3 separate regions of the Gossypium hirsutum genome follow, and regions 1 and 2 are each linked to region 3. Evidence: chromatin contacts called from public Hi-C data. All regions are on one chromosome and are shown on one strand. Each heading gives the region's core, a stretch centred on a gene start, on an enhancer-like site or on the middle of the called end of the contact. The rest is flanking DNA. Distances are from core to core; before and after follow the strand shown. Region 1 holds the start of LOC107886112. Region 2 holds the start of LOC107886114 (40S ribosomal protein S2-2). Region 3 holds the start of LOC107886108 (protein IMPAIRED IN BABA-INDUCED STERILITY 1).

Evidence for each region. Hi-C and Micro-C count contacts between places; a contact is called where the count stands out from the background.
Region 1: a contact with region 3 is called in a Hi-C map of leaf, with 2.3 times the contacts expected there. The contact joins the promoter of LOC107886112 here to the promoter of LOC107886108 in region 3. A contact is called at or near these places in 7 of 34 Hi-C or Micro-C datasets (leaf and petal).
Region 2: a contact with region 3 is called in a Hi-C map of leaf, with 7 times the contacts expected there. The contact joins the promoter of LOC107886114 here to the promoter of LOC107886108 in region 3. A contact is called at or near these places in 5 of 34 Hi-C or Micro-C datasets (callus, leaf and petal).

Annotation. Positions count from the first base shown.
Region 1 is chrA03:19,080,711-19,084,440 of Gossypium_hirsutum_v2.1, reverse strand. LOC107886112 reads left to right here and starts at 2,065. Exons shown (of 3, transcript XM_016809948.2): 1 at 2,065-2,313; 2 at 2,438-2,492; 3 at 2,664-3,224. The coding sequence starts at 2,065. The coding sequence ends at 3,046. LOC107886113 (a long non-coding RNA gene) reads right to left here and starts at 2,778. Exons shown (of 3, transcript XR_001680641.2): 1 at 2,646-2,778; 2 at 2,083-2,149.
Region 2 is chrA03:19,132,634-19,136,513 of Gossypium_hirsutum_v2.1, reverse strand. LOC107886114 (40S ribosomal protein S2-2) reads right to left here and starts at 1,897. Exons shown (of 2, transcript XM_016809950.2): 1 at 982-1,897; 2 at 83-437. The coding sequence starts at 1,632. The coding sequence ends at 279.
Region 3 is chrA03:18,889,885-18,893,482 of Gossypium_hirsutum_v2.1, reverse strand. It overlaps LOC107886108 (protein IMPAIRED IN BABA-INDUCED STERILITY 1), which reads left to right and starts at 1,448. Exons shown (of 8, transcript XM_016809946.2): 1 at 1,448-2,474; 2 at 2,866-3,150; 3 at 3,354-3,598. The coding sequence starts at 2,052.

The DNA.
Region 1 (3,730 bases), core at 816-3,315, 190 kb before region 3:
TTATAATTCAAATAACTCAAATAACATATTGGTATAAACACCTGTTTAGTCTCTATAATTTTTTTTTAAAAAAAAAGACTAAATTGATCTCTTTCAATAAAAAATACAAAATAATTTTTTAAAAATCAAAATATTTACAAAAGAATAAAAAAAATCATAATTTTTAAAAAAATTAAAATTTAAGAATATATATATAAAAAAAGGAAAAAATTTCAACATAATAATTTTGAGGACATAAACAAGTAAATTACCAATTCATGTTTATCATATAAAAGTATTTGTTTTTATTTTTCTTTAAAAAATTTTCAAATATTCATGATTTCAATTTTATGTACTCTAACATGAAACTAGTTATATATTGATAATGTTGAATGATGTCACAGGTCAACTTAACACTAGCCACAAGATTAATGACAATACTATGATAAACAATTATAATGCATTTAGTATTCATAATATCATATATTTTACATGTTTAGATTTCATCTTTACTCACATTTTAATCTTTTTTTTTTCATTTTTCATGTTTTATTATTAATTAGTTTTAAATCATACATTTCATTATTTATTGTATATTATTTTGAAACTAATACTTATGCTTTAAATACATAATTTCCACATGTATATGCGTGATTAAATTTTTAGTTTTAATTTAGAGTTTGTTCAAATTTATTCTATCTACATCCGAATATATTTTAGTTTTCAACTATTTTTTTTAGATTTTAGTTATAATTATTCAAAAGTGTACTATTTATTAGACAACTTATGGTAATTAAAATTTTTATTTTTTTTACCGATGTAATTTATAATTATGACACAACCTGTCCATGTCTTTTGGATTTTTAATATTATTTTTATGGATTCTTTGGAATTTCATTTTTATATTTTTATTTTTGAAAATTTAATTTTTTTATTTTTTAAATTTTAAAATTTAAGTATAATTATTAACACTGTTAAAATTTTATTTTTAATTAAAATTTTTACGTGACATTTTGAGTTAAAAACTATTCACTTGATAATTATGTAACTAAAAACTAACATTATAATAAACTTAAATTTAACAAATAGTTTTAACAATGCTAATCATTGAACCTAAATTTTTAAATTTAAAAAATAAAAAAATTAAATTTTTAAATATAAAAGTAAAAAATTTAAATTCAAATTTACGAAAAATATAGGTACTTATAGTTTATTGTAACTTATTTTTAGATTCATTTAAATTTGCAAGTTAATGGGGTGAGCTGTCCCTGTCTACCATGTCTTACAAAATAATTAGCCCTGATTGTTGCTTTAATTAAGATTGAAGCATGAACCAACTTCCCTATCTACTACTATAATTATCAAGAATTTCAATTTCACATATTTCCCTAATTTTATAAAAAAAACATATTTTTTAAGTAAAGGCTAGGGAAGTTAGAACTAAATTGTTAATATTTGATTGGTATTCTTTATTTTATAATTTTCAATTTTTAACAATATTTTTTAACCATTTAAACTTAAATTCTCTTTCATATAATGGGTTACTACTACACCAAATTAAATTTTTTTTACTAAAATAATAAAAAATCCTAAATTTACAATTAAATAAACCCTTATTTTCTTATATTCAAATAATTTACTTCTACTCGTTGAGCGACACAATGAGAAAATTAATTATTACTATCAATAATAAATATATGATTTTAACAAATAATTTGCTCCCAATAAAACAGAACCTTTGGTTTTCATGTAAATAAATTCTTAACCCACTATTTATATTCAAATGTCAATGTAGTCTTGATTGAAATAAAAAAGTTAGAAAATTGAAAATTTTAATATTTTAGATTTGAATTTTCTATCATGTGTGAAAATCATAATCGGATTTTCTCTAAAAATTTACTTTAATTACCATAGGTGAGAGCTATGTTCATATTTATTTTAGTCTAAATTTGAATATATTTCAATTTTTAATCTCATTATTCTTTATATGATATTGATTCTATTTGTGATTTAAAAAATATATAGTCGACTAACTCCTTTTTAACATTTAATTAAATATTTTAGAAAAAAATTATTTGAGTAAAAATGAAGGAAAGGGCCTACTTGAGTTTGCCATTTCTTCTTCATTTCATCTCTCTGGGCTCAGCCGAATACCTTCCTATCCTATCTGCTGGAGAAAGAAAAACAAAAACAAAAACAGAGGTTTTTTTCATCAGAATCTTCTGTGTGAAGAAGCAAAGTAAAGAAATGGAAAAAGCTTTGACCAAAGTTGGTGGCTTCTGGATTTCCAAGAAAGCCAAGGAAGAACTCTCTAATATCACTGGAGAACTCTCTGTAATCTCCTATTAAAATTACTACCTCTTTCATTGCTGTTATAACTAGAATTTCATAATGCTGCTTCTTATCTACTAAATCCATGCATGTCCAGTTTTTCAATTTTATTTTCTTTGATTTCCAGGCCGTCTCAAACACCGTTGAAGAGAAGGCCAAATGGATACTCAATAAGCTCAAAGGTAAAGGGGCTTTAATTGTTCCTTTTATATATATATATATATATATGAATGATTTCAGTTTAATGATTGATCCAAGTTTAAGATGATAATTTTCAAATTTAAGTTTCTGCGATTCAAAAATGTTTGAAAATGGCTGCAGCATTCATTTCTAACCTTCATTTTGTTTAACAGGTAAACATGTAAAGCCTTTGGCGGATGTCCTCCGAGAACACAACCTTCCACGGGGACTTTTTCCGAGAAACATAACGTGTTACGAGATGGACGAATCGAAATCAAAGCTGAGCGTGTATATGCCGGCGGCATGCGAAGTGAGGTTCAAGGACGGATCGGCGGTGAGATACGGAAGGCGGGTGAAAGGCACATTATCGAAGGGGAAGTTGAGCGGGATGGAAGGGATGAAAACGAAGGTGGTGGTGTGGGTTAAAGTGACGGGAGTGAGCGCGGAGAGTTGTAAATCTGATAAAGTATGGTTCATGGCTTCGGGAGTGAAGAAATCAAGGCCTAGAGATGCTTATGAATTGCCTCATGATTCGGTTAGAGTTGAAGAAATTTGAACCAACTGACGACCATATTTGTTTCACCAAAATATAGTTTGTTATGTTAAGCAATTTGATGTTTTGATAAATAAGTGGCAAATAGCAAAATGATTTTGTATTGATTTTTCCTGATTACCAAGGCCTTGACTGCCATACTCCAACACAACAACGCCTTCAGTCCCACTCTTTTATTCTATATTTTCGTGAGCAACAACTGATGGCTCCAGGCCTCCCTCTAAAGACCTTGACAATATTCCAAACTCTAAATACACAGCCTGACCAAATTTTGTTAAGGTGGATCCTTAGCTCTCTTTCTGAATCAATTTTCTCAAGTTAATGTTGTTGTTTGGTCTTGAATCTTACGCTTTAAGATCAAAAGCTGAATTTCTACGAAACAATGATTCCATTGTCACTTACATGATGGTAATGTTTAATCAGCTTGATGGTGCTATTTGTGAGAATGATGGGATCAGGCCCAGCTTGGGTTGTTTGAGAATGTAGCCTTTCAATTTTTATTATATTACATTTTATAATTAGTGACCCATTACCCGCAATATTGAATCAATGTTAAGTTGTATTTACTTTGATATTTATTTGGTTTAAGAAATTAAATGACTCTCTCCATCGTTGTCACTGTAGTGCTCGCCAAAATGTTGCTAAGGAATCTTTTATTTTCTTTCATTTTAGATTTTTCACCTTCTC
Region 2 (3,880 bases), core at 648-3,147, 240 kb before region 3:
TGATCCATATTCTTTCGAATTTAGACTTGATAAGAAGCATGCTATCATATTATGAAACATTAATTCACAAGCAAGCAGCATATAAATAGACAAGTCCTCAACTCATCCACAATCTTTATAAAGAATCCAGATGAAAAAACACAACAAAATTGAACCATTACTGATTTAATCTCATGACAAAATCAAAACAAGCAAAGACACAAGTAAAGATTGCAACATAGAAAGGACCTAGACACACATCCAACTTACTAATAAGTAATGACACTGTTGATCTTCAATCAGATATCAACTCTCTCGACATCTTCCAGTACAAGGGTCTTCGATGGCTTTCCCAACAGATCAGTATACTCCTGGAATGGAGACCTTGTGAAACGAGTCTCTCTCCAGAAATCCGGTGTCAAGAAACCATATGTTTTCAGAAGACATTCAAAGGTGGCCTGCAAGTTTTGAGCAACAACCACCAATAATGAGATATAGTCAATAAATTCGCATCTCTGAATCGCATATTAAGTGTAGTTCACTTCAAACTCTAATTCTTCAAGTTCAAGCAAAACACATATGGAATCAGACTATTCTTTAAGAGTTTATTATCATGTTTATACATCTTAAGGTTATTTAATATATATGCATACACGTACACATAGAAAAACAAATTCATATTCACCATAGACAACACAAATCCCAAAACATGCTAGGAAATAGAAAGCATCAGCGACCACCTTACCTAAATCACAAACTTGAATTCAATTAATTAACGTTATACTTATTCAAATAGATCTATATATGTTTCATATAAACCAAGCAAACTATAATATCTCACCGTATGAAAGAAGAAACAGTAGGCAACAAAACAAAAGTTAATGAATAGAAACTGAAACATTAAGCAACCCATATTCAAACAGATCTAGATAAACCCATAAACAGTCTTAAATTACGAAAATATCAAATCAAATAAAAAATTTTGGGAGAAAAAGTTGATACCTTGACAAAGTTTCCAAGAGTTTTGGTTGAACCCCTTGAAGAAGTGAAGACATCTTCAATTCCAGCAAACTGAAGCACCTTTTTGGGAACCCTAGCAGCCACAATACCAGCACCTCTAGGAGCCGGCACCATCCTAACGGTGACGGACCCACATTTCCCGGTAACCTTGCATGGAACAGTATGGGGTTTTCCGATCTTATTTCCCCAGTAACCTCTTCTAACCGGTATCACTGACAACTTAGCCAATATGATCGCCCCTCTTATAGCCGTCGCAACTTCTTTGCTACATTTGACACCGAGTCCAACGTGTCCATTTCCGTCACCGACGACGACGAAGGCCTTGAAGCGCGTACGCTGACCGGCGCGAGTTTGTTTCTGAACTGGAGTGATCTTCATGACCTCGTCTTTCAGTGAAGGGCCGACGAGTTGGTCGATGATTTGGTACTCCTTGATAGGGAGAGAATGGAGGTAGATTTGCTCAAGGGATGTGATCTTGCCGGCTTTGACTAAGCGGCCGAGTTTCGTGACGGGTACCCATTTTTCCTCTTCGTCCTTGCGGCCGCGGCGCCTGCCTCTTGGACCACGGTCACCTCTACCACCACCAAAGCCACGCCTGAAAGCGCCGCGTTCACCTCCGCCTCTTTCTGCCATTTTTTTTCCTTTTGCCTTTGGTTAGGGTTTGAGACAAATGGTGAGACTGAAAGAAGGTAATAGAAGCGGCTAGGGTTAGGATTTTATATGCAGAGAGTGAGCAAGTTAGGGTTTTGATTTTTTGGGCTAACAAAAAGTTTATGGGCTATGAGCTTCCATTGTATTTGTCGAGCTTAAGAAATAGAATTGGATTTTTTTTTGTGAATAATTGGATTCTATTTTTCATTTAATGTATAATGTCTCAAAAAAAAATTTATAAAAGTTTATGAAAATAAATTTTAGAAACAAATATATAAGAGATAATTTTTAAAAACCACTGAAATTTTTTCAATATAACCTTTTTTTCAAAACCAATTAAAACCCATCCAACTTATTTATGACACATAAAAAATAAAAGCAATTCATATTAACAATTTTATATAGTTGGTTTAATTGTATCATCTTTCATACAAAATTAAAATATTTAGAGGTTTAAGTTTCATTAATTAAAAAATATAGACAATAAAAATATAAAAATTCAGTTTTTTATTCGTTTTGTTATGAAATAAAGAGAGAAAATAACAAAAGAATTCATTAATGGGAATGTTTACAATGTTTCCTTACTAAAATAAAAGCTCTGTGAGAAAAAAAAATTTAGTGAAAGAAAAAATATTTATAATATATATAACATGCCGCCTCGTTAAAAACTTTACCAAGAAAATTCAATGGGACAAACCCAATGATGATATGAATATTTATCAAACAACATTTATTAGATACATATCTATGTATTTAATCTTGAATACTAACATTTTAATGATCACTTGAATGATGTGGTGCTTAATAAATGTTTATATCATCATTCTTCTAAATGTCATGAGTGAGGAAGAATTTTAGGAAAATATATTTTGATTTCTTTAGGAATTCCAATAATAATAATACCAAAACTTGATCATGATATTAAAAATATATATAGGTAATTTGAATCCCTTTATAATCTTTCTTCAAGTATTATTCGCTAAGTCAAATTTACCCTATATGTTCATATCATTTTAATGCATATAAATGTTTACACAAACATATTGAACAATTTCTCGGGAATTTTTATATGCTTCTAACATTCTAAATCCTTCAAGGATTTCAAACTTCGCTATATAGTGATTTGTATAAAGATTGTAACAACAATTATAAGACACATGTTAAATCTTTCATAAATTGCTAGGATAATAAAATATTTAAAGGTTATTGCATCCACCACAAAAAAATATTATACCTTTCATACTCAATGCTAGGACTTAGCGAAAATTTTCGTTTTTCTTATTTTGTTTTCACATAACTACGCATTCATACCTCACTGGTTTTATACCTTTAGACATTTGGACTATTAGCTAAAAAACTTTATGGATTTAATTTTACTTGAATTGCTTCTTTTCATTCTAGCCAATCTATTCCATGTCTATATTTATTGGCAAATTTATTAAAGATCCTCATTTTCTTTCATTATTTCAATAATAATATTGCATGCAAAATTGTTGTTGACAACTTTCTATTCTTACAGTTCCATATTTTCTCATATTGACATTACGTATCGAGATCTCTTTATTTTCACTATTGTTATCTTCAATTTCAGGTACCTGAATCTCTTATAGAGTTTTAATAATTAGTTATGTTTTGAGTCTCTTCAGGAACACCTACGTCCACTATATGACCATCTATATTTATTATTTTCTTTTATGAGAATTTTCTCTTTGGAACCAATCGATATACCATGCTTCAGGTATGTATTACTTTCATTTTATTCTTAGAAATTTTCCTACTAGGACTCCAATTTAAATAAAAACTTTAGCTTGTATATAACACTTGTTATTCTCATCTGATCAGTAAATGCATATGGTAGTTAATTTGTAATAAAATGAATTATCTTTTAGAACTTTTGGCTCAAATCACTTTCTACGAGGATATAGATAATGATAATTCATTTCAAGTAATCTATTTATCAAGCTATTATTTCTCTCTCCCTAAGGTTGGGAAAACTATCAAATCAAATAATAATCACAAATCATGTCATTATTGAATCTTCAATTCATTTAAAACATTTGATAATACAATGAGACTCATAATTAATATATATTCCCAACTTCATTTGAAAATTCATTTTGTGCATTGTGTGGAGCCACTTGAACAAATATCAAACATTCAAAAATTCTAAAATGGGTTGAATTTAGCTCTTGACCAAAAGCCAATTGTAATAGAGTGTATTTATTATAAC
Region 3 (3,598 bases), core at 199-2,698:
AAAACTAAAATGTTATAAAAAGTTTATACTTAATTACTATTATTTTTCATACTTTAATTATGATTTGAATTTTTATTGTTGTAATATTTTAATAATAAAAATAGTTAAAATGTTTTAATTAGGTTAAATAATTCGAAATTAATTTACTTTAATTAAAAGAAATAAAAAAATAATATTTAATATCTTCAAAAACATTAATATTTAATAAAAGTGAAGAACAAACCTATAAAATCACATAAACCTAAACCCTAACTCCATCCCATTAAAAATTAATATTTATAAAAACAAAAATAACCCTAGATAGACGATAAAAATAAAAAAGTTTAAATATAGTAAAGGTTGTTAAACTCTTTTGGAATTTAAAATTGCAATTATGAAAAGGTAGAGTAACTTTATTAATCCTCAATATTAACATTTTTTTTAATTTTGTCCGTACTTTTTAAAAGTACATGAAAGTTATTTAAAAGTTTTAAAATAATTTTTTTTTTAAATTTCAACAAAAACTCCTAAAATTGTTTTAAAAATTACAATATTTGTTAAAAGTCATTTAAAATTTCAAAGAATATATATTATTTACTTCTTGAATGATGTTAAAGTCTCTCTCAAAGATTTAGTTATTTGTTCAATTAGTATTAAATTAGATTTTAATATAAATTTTGAATTAAATAAAAAAATACTTGTTTAATTTCAATTTTAATATGTTCTAAACCAACAACTCAAACTTTGAAGAAACTTTATTATCATTCAAGAAATAACTAGCACATTTTTTTTTATTTTCAAGACATTTTATATATTTTTATAGTTTTATGAACTTTTAAATTTTTTGAATTTTTGAATTTTTTTTTGGAAATTCTTTAAAAGGTTATAAATTTTCAATTTTTTTTTGAATTTTTATTGAAAATATAAAAAATAATGTTTATAATTATTTTTAAAAAGTAAGGACCAAATAAAAAAATTCTATTAAACATTGAGGGATCAAGAAGGCATTCTACCTCTTTTATAATTGTAAAATTAAGAGAAAGCATCAATATTTTTAAATAAAAATGTACAAGTACTCATTGTTTCAAAATTAAAATACAAAAATTTAATTTAAATTTTAAAAAAAAAACAGGGACCACAAACATATTTAAACCAAAACTTAAAATAAAAAAGAAAAAAAGAAAAACCCTAGTTATGAATTGCATGAAAACAAAATTGGTTGTTTCAAAAAATGCCTTTTTTAATGGTGCAATTTGTAAATGTGAAAACAAAAGTTGAAACTTTGAAAAAATTCATTGACAAATACCTAATTCAACCAGCAACAACCCAACACTTTAAATTAATCAATTGAAACATTAGATACTGTCTAATAACACTCGTTAATTACTTCTTTTAATAACAAAATAAATATATTCTATGTACACAAAATTAAGAAAAGAAGAATCCACTTGCAGTAAAATGCCAGACAATTTTTTTTGGCTTCATTTGAATTGTCAAATTCAGACTGATAACCAAACAAACTTCATTAACAGAGTTGACAAACAACTGTTTTGTTCTTTTTTTTCTTTCATTCACAGAAACAATAACAAAGAATACAAATTCCCTTTTCCAAATCCTTTTTTTTTCTAAATTTTTTTATTCATTAATTTCTCAAAAAAAAAAAACATCATCAAAGGTGGGTATTCGGCAGCCACATTTAAAATCCGTTGATTTTCCATTCAATTATCTTCCGCAATCGTCGCTTCCCATAAAAGTACAATATTCTGTACAGATTTTCATATACATATATATATATGGATGTTTATCGTATGAACAGGTTTCATTCTTTTTTTTGTGTCTTCTTAAAAGAAGGAAAGAGGGAAAAAGAATGAAAAAGAGCTGAATCCTGAAGGGACTGAAAGCGCTCTAAACTCAGTTTACAACTCACCTTTCTTCCCCACTGTTTGTTTCTTTGTTTTTTTTTTTGTGTGTGTGTGCTGGGTTGGCGCCAAAAAGGAAAACACCCAGAAAGAAAGTTTGGGGGGGATCTTTGGTTCTTGATCACATGATCAACGGCCATTGAAATTTAAAAAATGGGTTGCGTCAGTTCGAAACAGGCGGTGTCGGTGACGCCTGCGTTAGACCATTCCGGCGCTTTACGTGACAATGCCGGTACAGTTAGCTTTGGTAGTAATTCGTGTCGGTCTCGGATCGGGTTCTCGGAGCTGGAGAAGAAGACCACCGCCGGCAGCGGTAAGAAGAAGAAAAAGAATAGTAATAGCGGTGGTGTGAGTGATTTCGACGGTGTTACGGGAGCATGTGGGAACGAGTTGGGTGACTCGGGTCGGGCGAATTTGAGATCCGACTCGCTGAGTTTGCGGTTGGGGAATTTACAGAAGTATGTTGAAGGTGAACACGTGGCAGCCGGCTGGCCTGCTTGGCTTAGTGCCGTCGCCGGAGAAGCCATCCATGGTTGGGTTCCACTCAAGGCCGACTCTTTTGAGAAGCTTGAGAAGGTTAGATTTTGTATATTAATTTGTTTGGGTACCATAGAAATATTATTTATGATTTTATTTACTGTTAGTAATACCCTAATAGGGAATTTTTTATTCAGTTTATGGCAAGTAGATAAAGACATTTCTTGTTGTTTTTTTTTTTTTTTTTGCCCATAGACATTTCTGGTTTAATTCATGCATGTTATATGCATATATTTGGATGTTAACCCTTTTTAAGTTACTTAGTTGTTCAAGTAATGTTTCTGATCGTCATTTATGTTGCTCGGAATCTTCATTTTTCTTAAACTATGTTCCGATTTCTGTTTTTACATATTTAGAGATGAGTATGCCATACCTTTCCTGATATTTGATGTAATAATCTTTGTACCATTTTCATCTGTTTGTTTAACAGATAGGGCAAGGTACATATAGCACAGTGTTTCGGGCTCGAGACCTTGAGAGTGGGAAAATAGTTGCTCTAAAGAAGGTTCGGTTTGACAATTTTGAGCCCGAGAGTGTTCGATTCATGGCAAGAGAGATCCTGATCCTTCGTAGGCTTGACCATCCGAATGTCATAAAATTGGAAGGGATAATTACTTCCCGAATGTCATGTAGCATATTCCTCGTATTCGAGTACATGGAACATGATATTACCGGGCTTTTATCTTGTCCCGACATCAAGTTCAGCGAGTCACAGGTTTGTTCACTTTGCCTCTGTCATTAAGGTTAGTCTTAAATGTTTGAGGATAGCTTGTGTATGTAACATATGTTACTTGGACTTTGATGTCAGTATCCGATACAGATGACACGGAAAAATAAAGAAGACATGCAGATACTTGAATGCCTTAAATAGAACAGAAAAATGTATCTTTGACAATGAATATTGATTGTGTTTTGTAGATTAAATGCTATATGAAGCAGTTGTTATCAGGACTTGATCACTGCCATTCACGGGGTATAATGCATCGTGACATTAAAGGATCAAACCTCCTCGTAAATAATGAAGGAATCCTAAAGATAGCCGACTTTGGTTTGGCTAACTTCTACTGTTCAGGGAAACGGCAACTGTTGACAAGTCGTGTTGTAACCTTATGGTACCGTCCCCCAGAACTTTTGTTGGGTTCTACAGATTATACTGCAGCTGT